Regions from separate parts of the Sus scrofa genome. Here region 1 is linked to region 2. Evidence: chromatin contacts called from public Hi-C data. All regions are on one chromosome and are shown on one strand. The core of a region is the stretch at or near the end of the contact, and the rest is flanking DNA. Distances in the headings are between cores, read along the strand shown. Region 1 holds the start of RAB3IP (rab-3A-interacting protein). Region 2 holds the start of YEATS4 (YEATS domain-containing protein 4).

What was found. Hi-C and Micro-C count contacts between places; a contact is called where the count stands out from the background.
Region 1: a Hi-C map of skeletal muscle shows a contact between it and region 2, with 4 times the contacts expected there. The contact joins the promoter of RAB3IP here to the promoter of YEATS4 in region 2. A contact is called at or near these places in 1 of 5 promoter capture datasets (liver) and 1 of 47 Hi-C or Micro-C datasets (skeletal muscle).

Annotation. Positions count from the first base shown.
Region 1 is chr5:33,999,265-34,005,719 of Sscrofa11.1, reverse strand. RAB3IP (rab-3A-interacting protein) reads right to left here and starts at 2,928. Exons shown (of 11, transcript XM_021091982.1): 1 at 2,383-2,928.
Region 2 is chr5:33,624,033-33,630,541 of Sscrofa11.1, reverse strand. YEATS4 (YEATS domain-containing protein 4) reads right to left here and starts at 3,726. Exons shown (of 7, transcript XM_021091975.1): 1 at 3,450-3,726. The coding sequence starts at 3,500.

The DNA of each region.
Region 1 (6,455 bases), core at 1,679-4,178, 380 kb before region 2:
CTGGCTCTGCCATTAGTCAGCTACAGGACCACTGACAACTAAATAACCAGAGGCAAGTTATTTCACCTCTCTGAGCCTTAATTTCCTAATCTGTAAAAAGCAGTAACACCACTTATATGCCAGGAATGTTCTGAGGACTAAAGGAGTCAAGGTACCTGAAGCAACAAGCATGGCCCTCTCTCCAGCTATCTGTTCCTCTCCCCCACCTCCCACATGGAGTATCCCATTTAATTCTCATGCCACTATAAGGAAGTTCATTCTAGGTTGAGCCATAGTTACAACAGCAGAATACTGGCAAATTCATATGGTTCAACCTATTACTATATCCATTTATAAATGGAAAAAAATAAGCTCAGAAGTTAAATGATTTACTCAAAGTCATATGCATAGCAAGTAATGGAGCTAAAATGCTAAAAAACAGGGAAGTAATTTTTCATTAAAACTGATCCAGTGAGTTCTGCTCAGAAAAGGAGGAGGAAAAGGTATACTAACTACAGTAATACATGTAAAATTGCTGTAATCTACAAGTTTTTGTTCTACCATATCAAAAAACGAGGTGATGACAAAGACTTCCAAGACTCAATTTTAAAAATTATTTGTAGAGTGTCTATGTGTGTGTTGCAGGAGTTGAAAGTTTAGTGAAAATTGGAGGAAAATAAAATGAAAGAGAGCATATACACAGCTATACGAATTCAAAAGCTACAACTGGATCTAATTAGAAACCCCACTAGTCAGAGAATTCACAAAGCAGGTGAACATCATGTATCCATCCTGGTGAAAAGTTAGAGGCATTCAATACCACAGATGAGTTGTTTGCCGAACATTTAAGGAAAAGTTACATTAAACGGTCCCACTTGGGTTCACAAAGGTAAGCATAAATATATAACGTTACCACAGTGGAAAAAGAAAAAAATGAAAAGGCTCTTCTTCTAATAGTAAGAAATATGCTACTGTAGTAAAACTATATAGCTGCAAGTGTATTTCTATAAATTCTACAAGGGCTTTAGGATTAGATCACAGAAACCATATTTGGGATACAGTATCTGTCCAAACATGAAACGTCCTATCAAAATGCATGGTACCAGCAAATAAATAACAAATGTTAACAGAACAAAGCCCCATAAAACTTTTGGAATATTTAACAGTATCAAATATTGACTATGATTGGTCTACAAATCTATTCTGGCCCTTTTCTCCATCCTGCCTCTTTTCTCCTTGATATGTCATTCACCATTTTTTTTTTCTTTAAAATGGCATGCACAAAATAAGATTGAGGATAATGAACAGAAACTGGGCCTTTCAACAGATTTACAATAGAACAGTTTTGTTTTAATCCTCTTATCGGCCTCTCCTCAAATTATGTAATCATTCCACGGCAAAAGATTACACAGCTCTTTCCCTACTCTGAAATGAAGGAGTTGGAAGGGGAAACAGAGGAGTGGGAAACAGGTAGCCTTGGAATATAATACATTTCCACGAAACTAAACTGTTAGCTTCTTCATAATCGGTATTAACTGAGCGCTCTTAATTTTCAAGACCTTACCCTTTAGCCATTACAGGTTTTGTTTTAATCCCATAACAACTGGCAACTCTTCACGTGCCGCAGATTCCATCTAACATCACCACTTCCAGAGTCCATTAAGCTCGCTTTTCCCGGGGCGGTCGGAGCGAGTTGTCCACGCTGGAAGGGCAGCGCAATTACAATTATGTCTGTGCAGCTCCTCTCAACTCCCCGAAACAAAAGTCAGGCTGCACTGAGCTGCCTTCTAAGGCGAGACTCCGGGCACCGGCTCTTGCCCACCAGGTTTCGCCGAAACCTGGCGAGAGTGACCTCTACGCCTCGGCGCGGTGCCCGGGCTCTCGGTCCCCAGGACCCCCCGGTCCACGCCTACTGCCTCGCCGGGTGCAGCTTCCGCGCCGCGCTAGGCTCCAGACTTGTTCGGGAACTCTCTTTACACTCCCCCAAGATCCCAGGCCCCCAGCTCCTGGCTGCGCGCGCGCCCGGCCGACAGGTAACCCGGCGTCCCGCTCCCCGCCCCGGGCGTCGGGCTCCCGCCTTGGGCACTCGGGACTGCGCAGTTAATGAGTAACGCGCCTGGGCCCGGGGGACAGAGGAGGAGCCGCCGCCGCCCGCCGCCCACCGCGGCCCCAGGGGGCGCCCTGATGCCCCGAGGCGCCAAGCCCCCGCCGCCGCCCCTGAGGTCCCGAAGCCCGCGAGCCCAAACCGGGGAGCGCGCTCGTCGGGCCAGGACAGGGTCCCCGCGCGCCGCGCCCTCACTTGCACCTGCCGCGGCCGCCCCTCCAGGCCGGCTCGCGGGAGGCGGGCGCTGAGGGGGGCGGTGCTCCGCGTCCCGGGCCTCTCCCTCCCGCTACCGCACTCACCTGGCAAACTCACCGCTGCCGCGGCCCGCGCTCAGGGGCGCTCGTAGAGCCTCAAAGAGCGCGCCTCGAAGCAGTCTGAGGGAGAGGAGGACTGCCGGCCGACGCCGCTACACTCCACCGCGGCGGGTGCACGGCCGAGGGAGTGCGGGACTGCGCCTGCGCCGGGAGCCTGGCCAGGAGCCGGGAGCGGTCGGGCCCCCGCGGAGGAAGGCGGGGATAGGGGCGGGGAGGGGGCGGGGCGGACGAGCGCGGGGCCAGAGAGGCCGACGCGCTGCCGCGCCCCCTGGCGCCAGGCGGGGCTCTTCGCAGGTGTGGGGCTGCCGCCCCAGGTGCCTCCGCGGGCGGTTTCCCTGGGAACCAGGGCGAACCCGCTCTGAGCCCTGTTTCCTTGGGCTCAACAGGCGGTCTCGGATTCACTTGAAGCGTGTTGAGCTCTCCAGGTGTCGGAAAATGAACCTTCGATGTGAGTTGAGAACCGCTAGAACCAACGTGAGACTTGGCGTGCATTTGTACCTTACAATGTGCATGTGAGTGTGTGTGTGTGTGTGTCTGTGTGTGCGCGCGCCGGTGCTTGCGTGCGTGTGTCTGTCTCTCGGGGGATGGGTGGGAGGAGTCTGATAGAACCTAGATCCCAGCATTCCAGCAGCTGTTAGAGCATTCGAGAATGTTTCTGTACCTGCCCTCTCTCGTCCTTTTATGTCAACTCTTTTGTCAAACTTCCACCTCACTTTAGGTTCTCCAGAGAGGAAAAGTGAAAATACAAACCAGGATCCCGAAAATCTAATCAAAAAGAAGCAGTCACATCACAGTACGCGTTTCTATGTTTAGTAAAAGAGATATACACATATACATGATATATGTGTGCAGTAGGACACACACACTTTTTTTTATATTGATCACGTCTATTGGAGTTAGTAGAGAAGAGTATGTGTATGGCTATAGAAATCAGAATTGCTGTGTTTGGGGTTGGCACCTAGAATCTGTATCGGTGATCTTGGGCTAGTTATCTAATAGCCCCAATAAGTGGGGATAATAAAACTACCTACCTAAGTCGTTAAGAAATCAAATGGTTTAATATATGCAAAATACTTCGTGTACTTCATGACACAGGGTGCCTAGTGAAGATTAGCTGTTATTAACATCATTATTATGATCCACCTATGATACAAACAGAAACCCAGAAAGTCATTATTTACTCTTTTATACGACGTCTCCAGTATACCAAGTCTTAACCATTCTAATTCCCAAATAATTCTTAAATCTCTCCCATCTCTTACTGCAACTAGACATGACCTTCCTCATTAATGGACTCCTAACTATTCTCCCTTACGCTAGGTCATTCATTCATCAAACATTTATCGTGCTAGATCTGTGTGCCTACTGCTAGATGTGGGGACAGAGAAACCATTACACACAATCTCCATCATCCAAGCACGTAAACATAATCAAGAAGACAAATATGTTGATAACAACCAAGCAAAATGAATAAACTGCACATGCAGCAAACTATTTGCGCTCTCCAGTCTTGCCATACTCCGTCATACAAGCTGTCTTTATATATGCTGTTCCTTTTTCTTGTTATGCCCTGACCCTCCACCTTTTCCTTACCTAGCTAATCCTTGCTTATCCTTCATTATTCTGCCCAGGAATCAATTCCATTATGAATCCTTCCCGTTCCTTGCCATCCAGCCCATCCCACCCAAGTGTGGGCTAGGTGCCCTTCACTGTGCTCTTTCTAGCAGATATCCCATAGAATGGTAATTGTAGTTTTGCCCGTTTCCCTATGAACTTTTTGAGAACAGGCACAAGGCCTGACATGTAGAAGGACTAGCTCAGAAAATGCAGAATTCGTGAATGACATGCATGCGGATACACCGTCATGGTATATAAATGTCTAGAGAACCATCCGTATCCTGTGTTCTACATAGGATCTAAGGCGTCCTGCATCTACAGGAAAGACTAAGCTATAGCCATATGCCTGAGTCAAAGTTGGGCTATTTGCAAATCACCTGTCATCCACAAGGCTCTTTGGAATGGACTTAGAGGTGTTTTCTATCATATACTTGATATATGACCTGCTAGCACAGTTTGAGAATAAGAAGAGCTATTTGCATAGTTACTTATAACAGGACATCAGTGTCCTTGCAGTGCAGAGACCAAGATAACACTACAGAATGTTAGACACTCAGAATCTCAGCCTGCAAAGTACATAAAGTGTTGTGAGCATCCTAAGTTAGATTGCTCACATGTATGCTAAAAGGACAGATGCTTCACAAACTTTAAAAACATGGTGATGGATTTTATAGTGTGCTCAAGTTTGCCTTCTTTCTCTCTCACTAAAAAATAAATTATACAATTTAATGTCAAATACAACACGTAAAATAATAGTTTTTTTTTAAACCTTTAGACTTTGCCATCCATACCTGGGGCCAGAAAACAAAGGAGATGAGTGCAAACATCTAAAAGTTTAAAATTGAACAAATCATTCTAAGGATGTTATCCTTACTTACAACTTTTATCACGCATTTGCCTCTGCTTTATTTTCAAAGTTCAGAAAATGTTGTATATTTACATGGTACTTTCCAGTGTCAAAATGACTTCAGATTATCTCATGAGCCCTTTATTTGGACAGTTTGATGGAAGAGAAAAGGTAGTTCTTCATCTTTACAGATGGGGAACTTTGGACCACCAGAGTTTGGGGCCTGGTATTCAGAATACAGGGTAACATCTTACAAATAAATGATGTTAAAATTCTTTTAAAAAGCATACTAGGAGTTCCCATTGTGGCTCATAAGGTTAAGAACCCAACTAATATACATGAGGATACAGATTCAATCCCTGGCCTTGCTCAGTGGGTTAAGGATCTGGTGTTGCCTTGAGCTATGGAGTAGGTCACACACATGGCTCAGATCCTGAAACCCTGAGGCTGTGGTGTAGACCAGCAGCTGCAGCACTGATTGAATCCCTAGCCCGGGAACTTCCATATGCTGCAGGTGCAGCCCTAAAAAGACAAAAATAGGAGTTCCCGTCGTGGCTCAGTGGTTAACGAATCCAACTAGGAACCAAGAGGTTGCGGGTTCGATCCCTGACCTTGCTCAGTGGGTTAAGGATCCAGCGTTGCCATGAGCTGTGGTGTAGGTTGCAGACGCAGCTCGGATCCTTCATTGCTGTGGCTGTGGCGTAGGCTGGCAGCTACAGCTCCGATTCGACCCCTAGCCTGGGAACGTCCATATGCCACGGGAGTGGCCCAAGAAATGGCAAAAAAAGACAAAAATAAATAAAAAGCATACTGGACTTTGTGTCCAGCAGTATGGCAGACTAGGGATTGGCTGATTCTCCCACCAAAAGCAACCCAAAGTGCTAGATTAAATACATAAAACATCTTCTCAAACATATCAGTAGGCTGACAAGAACATAAGAAACCCTCAAAGACAAGCACGAGGTGAAAGCAAGAACCCAGATTGTAAATAATAACAGTGCAAAATGAAACAAATAAACAAAAATCTCATAATGGAAATTTGTATGAAAAATGATCTATAATTTGCTTGTCTGACAAAATACTTCCTTGTGGGCCAGTGCTTGTGTCACATGAAAGCTTGCTTTTGCAATTCCTCTCCAAATGCAGAGCTCTCTCTAAAATATTTCATGAGATCAATTATGGACAGCTCTGCATTTCATGCCCTTTTCCTGATGTTGGAATAGGCAACTGAGAAATCAGAGGGCTGAGAGAAAGGGTTGGCAGAAGGACTTAGACTCTAAAATGTATGACCCCCTACAAAAGAGTCACTTTATCTAGCTGCATACTTCTAAGGAAATGTTTTGAGAATTGGCTTTGGATTCAGTGTATTTCACAGACACATGAACTGCCATCCATGAAACAAGTATTTATTTATTGCTTCTCTCTCCATGTACATAAATAATTTGCAGTTAGAAGGAAGAGAAGGAGCGATGAGACAATGAGATGGCCTTGCAGCTTTTCCACAATGTTTCAGTCCCAGGCTCCAGTCTATTCCCTAAACTTCCTTCAACCCTGCCTGCCCTTAGGTTCTAGGAGAAATGCTTGTGTCCTTAAC
Region 2 (6,509 bases), core at 2,477-4,976:
CTCTGATTAGACCCCTAGCCGCCTGGGAACCTCCATATGCCATGGGTACAGCCCTAAAAAGCAAAAAAAAAAAAAAAATTACATTTGGATTCAGATAATGATAAAGAGTCACTTATATGACTTGAGCCTGGTAAACACTGGCTGATGGTATTTTTGCTCCATTTGTGCTCTTCTGAGATATACATGTTTCTCATCACATCTGCTAAGTGCAAAAGCAGTGAATGTTGACAAATTATGATAGGAAGAAAACAGAAAATGCTGAATGTTGCACATGAATTTGAGACCAGTTGTTCAACATTAAGAATGCTGAGGAGTTCCCATTGTGGCGCAGTGGTTAACGAATCCGACTAGGAACCATGAGGTTGCAGGCTCAATCCTTGGCCTTGCTCAGTGGGTTAAGGATCCTGCGTTGCTGTGGCTGTGGCATAGGCCGGCGGCTACAGCTCCAATGAGGCCACAGCCTGGAACTCCATATGCTGTGGGAGCGGCCCTAGAAAAGGCAAAATGAAAAAAAAAAAAAAAAAAAAAAAGAATGTTGTAAGTCATACATCATATGTGAAAAGGGCAGTGCTGATGTAATCAACAATTAATAAGAAATGAGGAAAGGGAGTAAACAAATAGAAAAAGTTTTCACTGTGACCAGATAATTCACAATAAATAAATTCAATACTTAATAGCCTAAAGTTAGTTCGGAAGAGGGCAAGCAGCTTTTGTATGCAAACTAAAAAAAAAAAATCACAGTGGGGAATGCCCACTGTGGCGTGGTAGAAATGAATCTGACTAGCACCTGTGAGGATGCAGGTTAGGTCCGTGCCCTTGCCCAGTGGGTCTGGGATTTCACATTGTGGTGAGTTGTGGTGTAGGTTGCAGACACGGCTCGGATCTCATGTTGCTGTGGCTCTGGTGTAAGCCAGCAGCTGTAGCTCCAATTAGACCCCTACCCTGGGACTTCTATAAGTCCTGGGTGCAGCCCTTAAAAAAAAAAAAATCACAGTGGGAGTTCCCACTGTGGTGCAGCAGGTTAAGGATCTGGCATTGTTACAGGTCGGATGCGATCCCTGGCCAGGAACTCCCCACCACCACAAAAAAAATCACGGCAAGTGCACTTGTGGCATCCAAAGATGGGGCCTCAGTTTCAAGGCCTGAATGAGTAAGTACAAAGAGCACTGACATGGTGAAAAGATAAGAGATCCCACAGCTGCTACAGTGTTGCTGGGAACTTGCAGAATTCCTCAGTGATGAAAAGAGGGTTTATCCACTGACAAATTTTCTACTTGGATGAAATTGGTCTAAATTGGAGAAAAAAATGCTTATAAGACCACATAACAATCAGCAAGGAGAAATAAGTCCCTAACTGCAGAGTTTTCTGTGACTAACTCACATCCATTTTTGGTGGAAAAGCATTTAAGGACTACAGACTTAATCTGCTCAAATCACTTTGGACTTACTAGAACCCTACATGATTACAGAAAAACTTCTTGAAGTTCTCCTCCAAAATCTAGTGATACAATCCTCTGTTCATTCACACTTTCTTATGAGTCCAAAACCTTACCCAAAAGCATGGGCAAAATGAATACACTTATGAAGCTTCTGAGACTATGAATTTTACCTGGCATCTCTTTCCTCTTCCATTAAATTTCAGTAGCTTTTGCAACTTCCAAAGTACTCCCACTTTACAAGAAGTATTAAAACACTGTGTATGATAATTGCATACACAGCATAACACTATGTGAAAACAATATGATACAGAGAAAGGCTTAAAACAAAACAAAACAAAAACCTAGGCTCAGTGAGTTAAGAATGTAGCTCAGCAGGTTAAGAATCCCACTAATATCCATGAGGATGTGGGTTCAATCCCTGGCCTTTCTCAGTAGCTTAAGCATCCTGCCTTGCTGCAAAGTGCAGTATAGGTGAAAGATGCACCTCGGATCTGTCTGTGGCTGTGTGGCTGTGGCGTAGGCCAGCACCCACAGCTCTGATTCAACCCCTAGCCTGGGAACTTCCATATGCCCTAGGTGCATAGGTGTGCCCCTAAAAAGAAAGAAAGAAAGAAAAACAACAACAACAACAACAAAACCCTAGATCAACTAAATTGGTGCAAAAGTAAGTGATTTCTTTTTAAAGAAAAATTTACTTTCTACAGTAAATAAAAATCAGAACCGGGGAGTTCCTGCTGTGGCCACAGTGGGTTAAGAATTCAACTGCGGAGTTCCCATCTTGGCTCAGTGGTTAACGAATCCGACTAGGAACCATGAGGTTGAGAGTTCGATCCCTGGCCTTGCTCAGTGGGTTAACGATCCGGCGTTGCCCTGAGCTGTGGTGTAGGTCGCAGATGCGGCTCGGATCCCGCGTTGCTGTGGCTCTGGCGTAGGCCGGTGGCTACAGCTCCGATTCGACCCCTAGCCTGGGAACCTCCATATGCCGTGGGAGCGGCCCAAGAAAATGGCAAAAAGACAAAAAAAAAAAAAAAAAAAGAATTCAACTGCTTGGGTAGATTCGGAGGCAAGCGTTCAATCCTCAGCTCCAGGCAGTGGGTTAAAGTCGTTGCCACAGCTTCTGCTGGGATTCCACCCCTGGCCCAGGAACTTCCATAAGTAGGAGTAACACCATTAAAACAAACAAACAAAAACAGAAGGGGTAAAAATATATATATCAGGAACCAGTTCGTCTGTCATAAAAAATTAACGTGCCAAAAGATGTAGGAGAGTGGAAAGGAAATGTGTCCAGTATCAAACATCACCGTAGGCTTTATGATAACTTGAATTAAAAACTAAGACGCTAGCCCGTACTGAATGGTCCCTATGTGCCAGGCAGTGTTATGTTCTCTGCATACCTTGATTAGTATCTCGGCCACACCTCTGGAGCTTTAAGAACACCATGAACTTAGATAAGTGTTCTTAATTTTTCTATTCCCCAATTCTTCGCTTACCGCACTTGTAAATACTGGGGGTAATACTGCCTCTGTAAGGTTGGTGTAGGGGCTGAATCAGAGAATCGGGTAAAGCGTTTCTCCACCGTGCTTACTTAGCAAAGCAAGTGCGTATGAAATATTTGTTATAGTTATTATCCTCAAAATAGGTGGTACCCACCCCCACACCCCTCCCACCCCGCCCTATACAGCTGACCCAGGCTGTCAGTGAAGGAGCAGCAATCCAGGGCCTCCTACCCCGGGCTTGTTTCCCGGCAACAGTGTCCAGCTCTCCCGCCTGACCACTGACTAAGTTTGTTTCTTGGCGGGGACGGGAGGGTGGCGGTGACGCGTTCAGCTGGGGCCCAATGAAACCACGGTTATCCCTCGGGGGCCTGGACTCGCCGTCCGCCCGGAAACCGTGGTTCCCGCCCGAGGCGAGAAGGCGCGAGAGGGAACAAGCGGGCCCTCCCCCGGTCGCGCTGGGAGGAGCCGGGGCGAGAGAGCCATCCCGGAGGGTAGGCGCGGGCCGCGCACTGACCTTCACTCTCCCGCCGGAGTCAGGCCCAAATTCGGCCATTCTCTTGAACATATTGTCCTACGGAAGAAGCCGCCTCCGCCAGGGAAAGAGACCGGGGCCGGCGGGCTCGCCGCTCCCCTCAGAGGTCCCGCTCCTCCCGCGCGGGCCCGGGAGGAGGGTTTCTGACCGAAGGAGGGCGAGTCACAGGGGCTCGGGGCGCTGAGGATCCGCCAACTCCTCACGGCGGGCGGCGTCCCGGAAGCCCATTCAGCCCGGTGCGGGTGGAGAGCGGAACCGCGTGCGCAGGCGCGAGGAGGTCGTGCACACTGCGCACGCGCCGGGCCGCTGCCCTTTCCCGCGGCGCGCGGGGGTTCTGGTTGTCCGGGTTAGAGGATCCGGGAAATCTCCATGCACTCTGTCGCCGTCCCAGACCACCTAGCTTCGTAAGGACAGAGGAACATTCTTATCGAGGCAGTGCTTTGCCATCGCCAGAACATTAGAGTTCTGAAATTAAATTCATGAAATCTCGCCCACCCACAGTTTTTAGTTGTGTTCGTCCAGTCCTCTCTGCCTTCCGTGCATGAACCATTAATTTCTTTTATTTACTCCATCCTTCCTCTCTTTCCTTTTCTACTCTGTTTAGATTCTCGGATGGCACAAGCCTCTCCACCCTGTACCTTTATGTGGTACTAACTACTTTGCAGGTTAGTGAAGTGCTAAATTATCTCTAATTCAAAGTAGTAGGTGCTGGTCAGATGTTCTTTTTCTTTTATTTTAAACTAGAAGCTATCCTAAACTTTTCCTTAGGCTCCTCAAGCTTCCTACCTTAACACCAACCCTCTCATTCTGATCAGATAACTTTGCATCTTATTTCACAGAGAAAGCGGAACGCGATGACACCAGACCTAAACACAAGCTTTGATTTGTCCAATATCCACCCTCCCTTCCTTTCTTTTCTGTTCAAGGGGCAGTTTTCTTCCAGTTTGAAATCACTCCTTCGTCTCTAATCTCCATCTCATTCTCTTTCCCTTTCTCAAGGATTTTGCCTTATTAACTATCTCCACTCCACCCTGTATCTTAAGTCTTTTTTCTTTGGCTTTTTTTCTTAAGAAGTGTTAAACAAACTTAAATCTTTCCTACCAAAACCCAACCAAACACATCTTTAATCCTGCATGGCTCTATCTCTGAATTATCTTTTAAAGTCGATTTTGAACAGGCTGTCAACATTTCCATTGTTTCCACATGCTTTTTTTTTTTTTCCCCCAAAGGTGGTTGAAATCAGTGAGGTCTTATTAAAGCACGCTGTCAAACAACATCCTTCACAACATAATACAGGATTTTTTGTCTTCTATTCCCTCTCCTGAACTTCACCTTTCTCAAATCATGGCTTTCAGAATGTGATCTCTGAAACCCAAATTTGCTCTTTAAAATGATCTCTCCATCTTTCCTATTTCTGTTTTCCTCCTGTTTCTCAAGGAAATTTTAATTCTTTGCTTAAAAATTTTAAAAAGGAAATAAAAAAATTTTTACCCTAAGTATTTTTTAAGGCAGAATAACATTTAATAAAATAAAATTAATCAAATATGTAAAACACATTGATAACTTTTGGGGAAAGTTAATGGATTGAATACATATCTTTTACCTTTTCCCAAAACTCCTTTAAAATAAGTCAAGAGATTTTCCAAAAGGCATAATCCTCTAAGGATGGGGAGAATGGGAGAAACAATATCTTGAAATCTGGAATACAAAAGGCAAGTGGTATCTGGAGGGCAGCTTGGAGAGCTGAGCAGTCAGAGGTAATAAGCTACCCGTTCACACTGCAGAAACCCCCTAAAAGCCTCAAGAATTTGTGGTTGTAGGGATCTCTGAAAGTAAGGGGAGGGAAGAGGAGAAGAGGAACTAGCAAGAAAGCAAAAAACAAATCAACAACAGCAACGAAAAACTGGGACTCTGTTTAAGAAATATTTAGGTCCTTAGACCTGAGCAATTATCCCTTATTTACTCCCAAGGGATAGGACAGGGTTAAAGCAGGGTCTCTGCATTGAGGATCACCAGAGTTGAGAGAGGAACACCATACAGAAAATAGGTAGATTAACCAAACACGTACCAGGTACTAAGACCTTTGTCTCTCACTTAACTCTTAAAATGTTGACAACCAGGCCTTTGTTTCCTAGTAGAGAAGTAGAAAGAGGCTTCTCTGGAAAATCTGACCAGCCTGAGAGGAGAGATCTAAGGATCCTCAACAAAACTGACTCAGCCAACTTGATCGTCCTTCTGCAAAGTGCATGTGGTCAAATCCACAGAGACCCTTGGAATGTCAAATTATTTTTTTAGTTTTCCAGTCCTAAATTTAACCAATGATTACCAAATAACTGAGAAACGCCTCTAATATGAAAGATATAATCCAAAATAAACAAGCAAAGTGGCAGATCAGAGGAAATATAGAGAAGTCAACTAAAACCAAAAGAAACCCAAATGATTATTAATACTATATACAGATAAAATAATAATAAACATGACACAAAACAAGGGAAAAAAAGGATATTCAGAGAATGAGAGCTGCTGCAAATTAAAACTATTGTAGTGGAAATGAAAAAAAAACTCAGAAAGATGAGACTGGTGAATTTTCTAGCTGTGTCTGAAGATCTGAGAGGAGATTTAAATAGGACAACCTGGATAGCAGTGGGGAATAAGAGGTCTAAGCTACTAAGTATAAAATACATAAGCCACAAGGATGTATTGTACAACACAGGGGATATATACAATATTTTATAATAACTATAAATGAAATATAACCTTTAAAAATTGTGAATCATTATGTTGTACACTTGAAACATATAACATTGTACATCAATCATACCTCAAAGAAAAAAAAGGACCTTGAGTTTGAGAGCTGAACTAACGATAAATACCCAGAAAAGCCAATTTAAGACTCATGCAATTATTAGCTCTAGGGAAAATAAAATCTTGTATAAGAGGAAAAGGTAATTGTATTTATGGCTAGTGAATACTCAGTGTTGATCTAAAAAAGTATATATAATTACATTGGAAGGATGGATTTGGGGGAAAGGTGCCATGTGT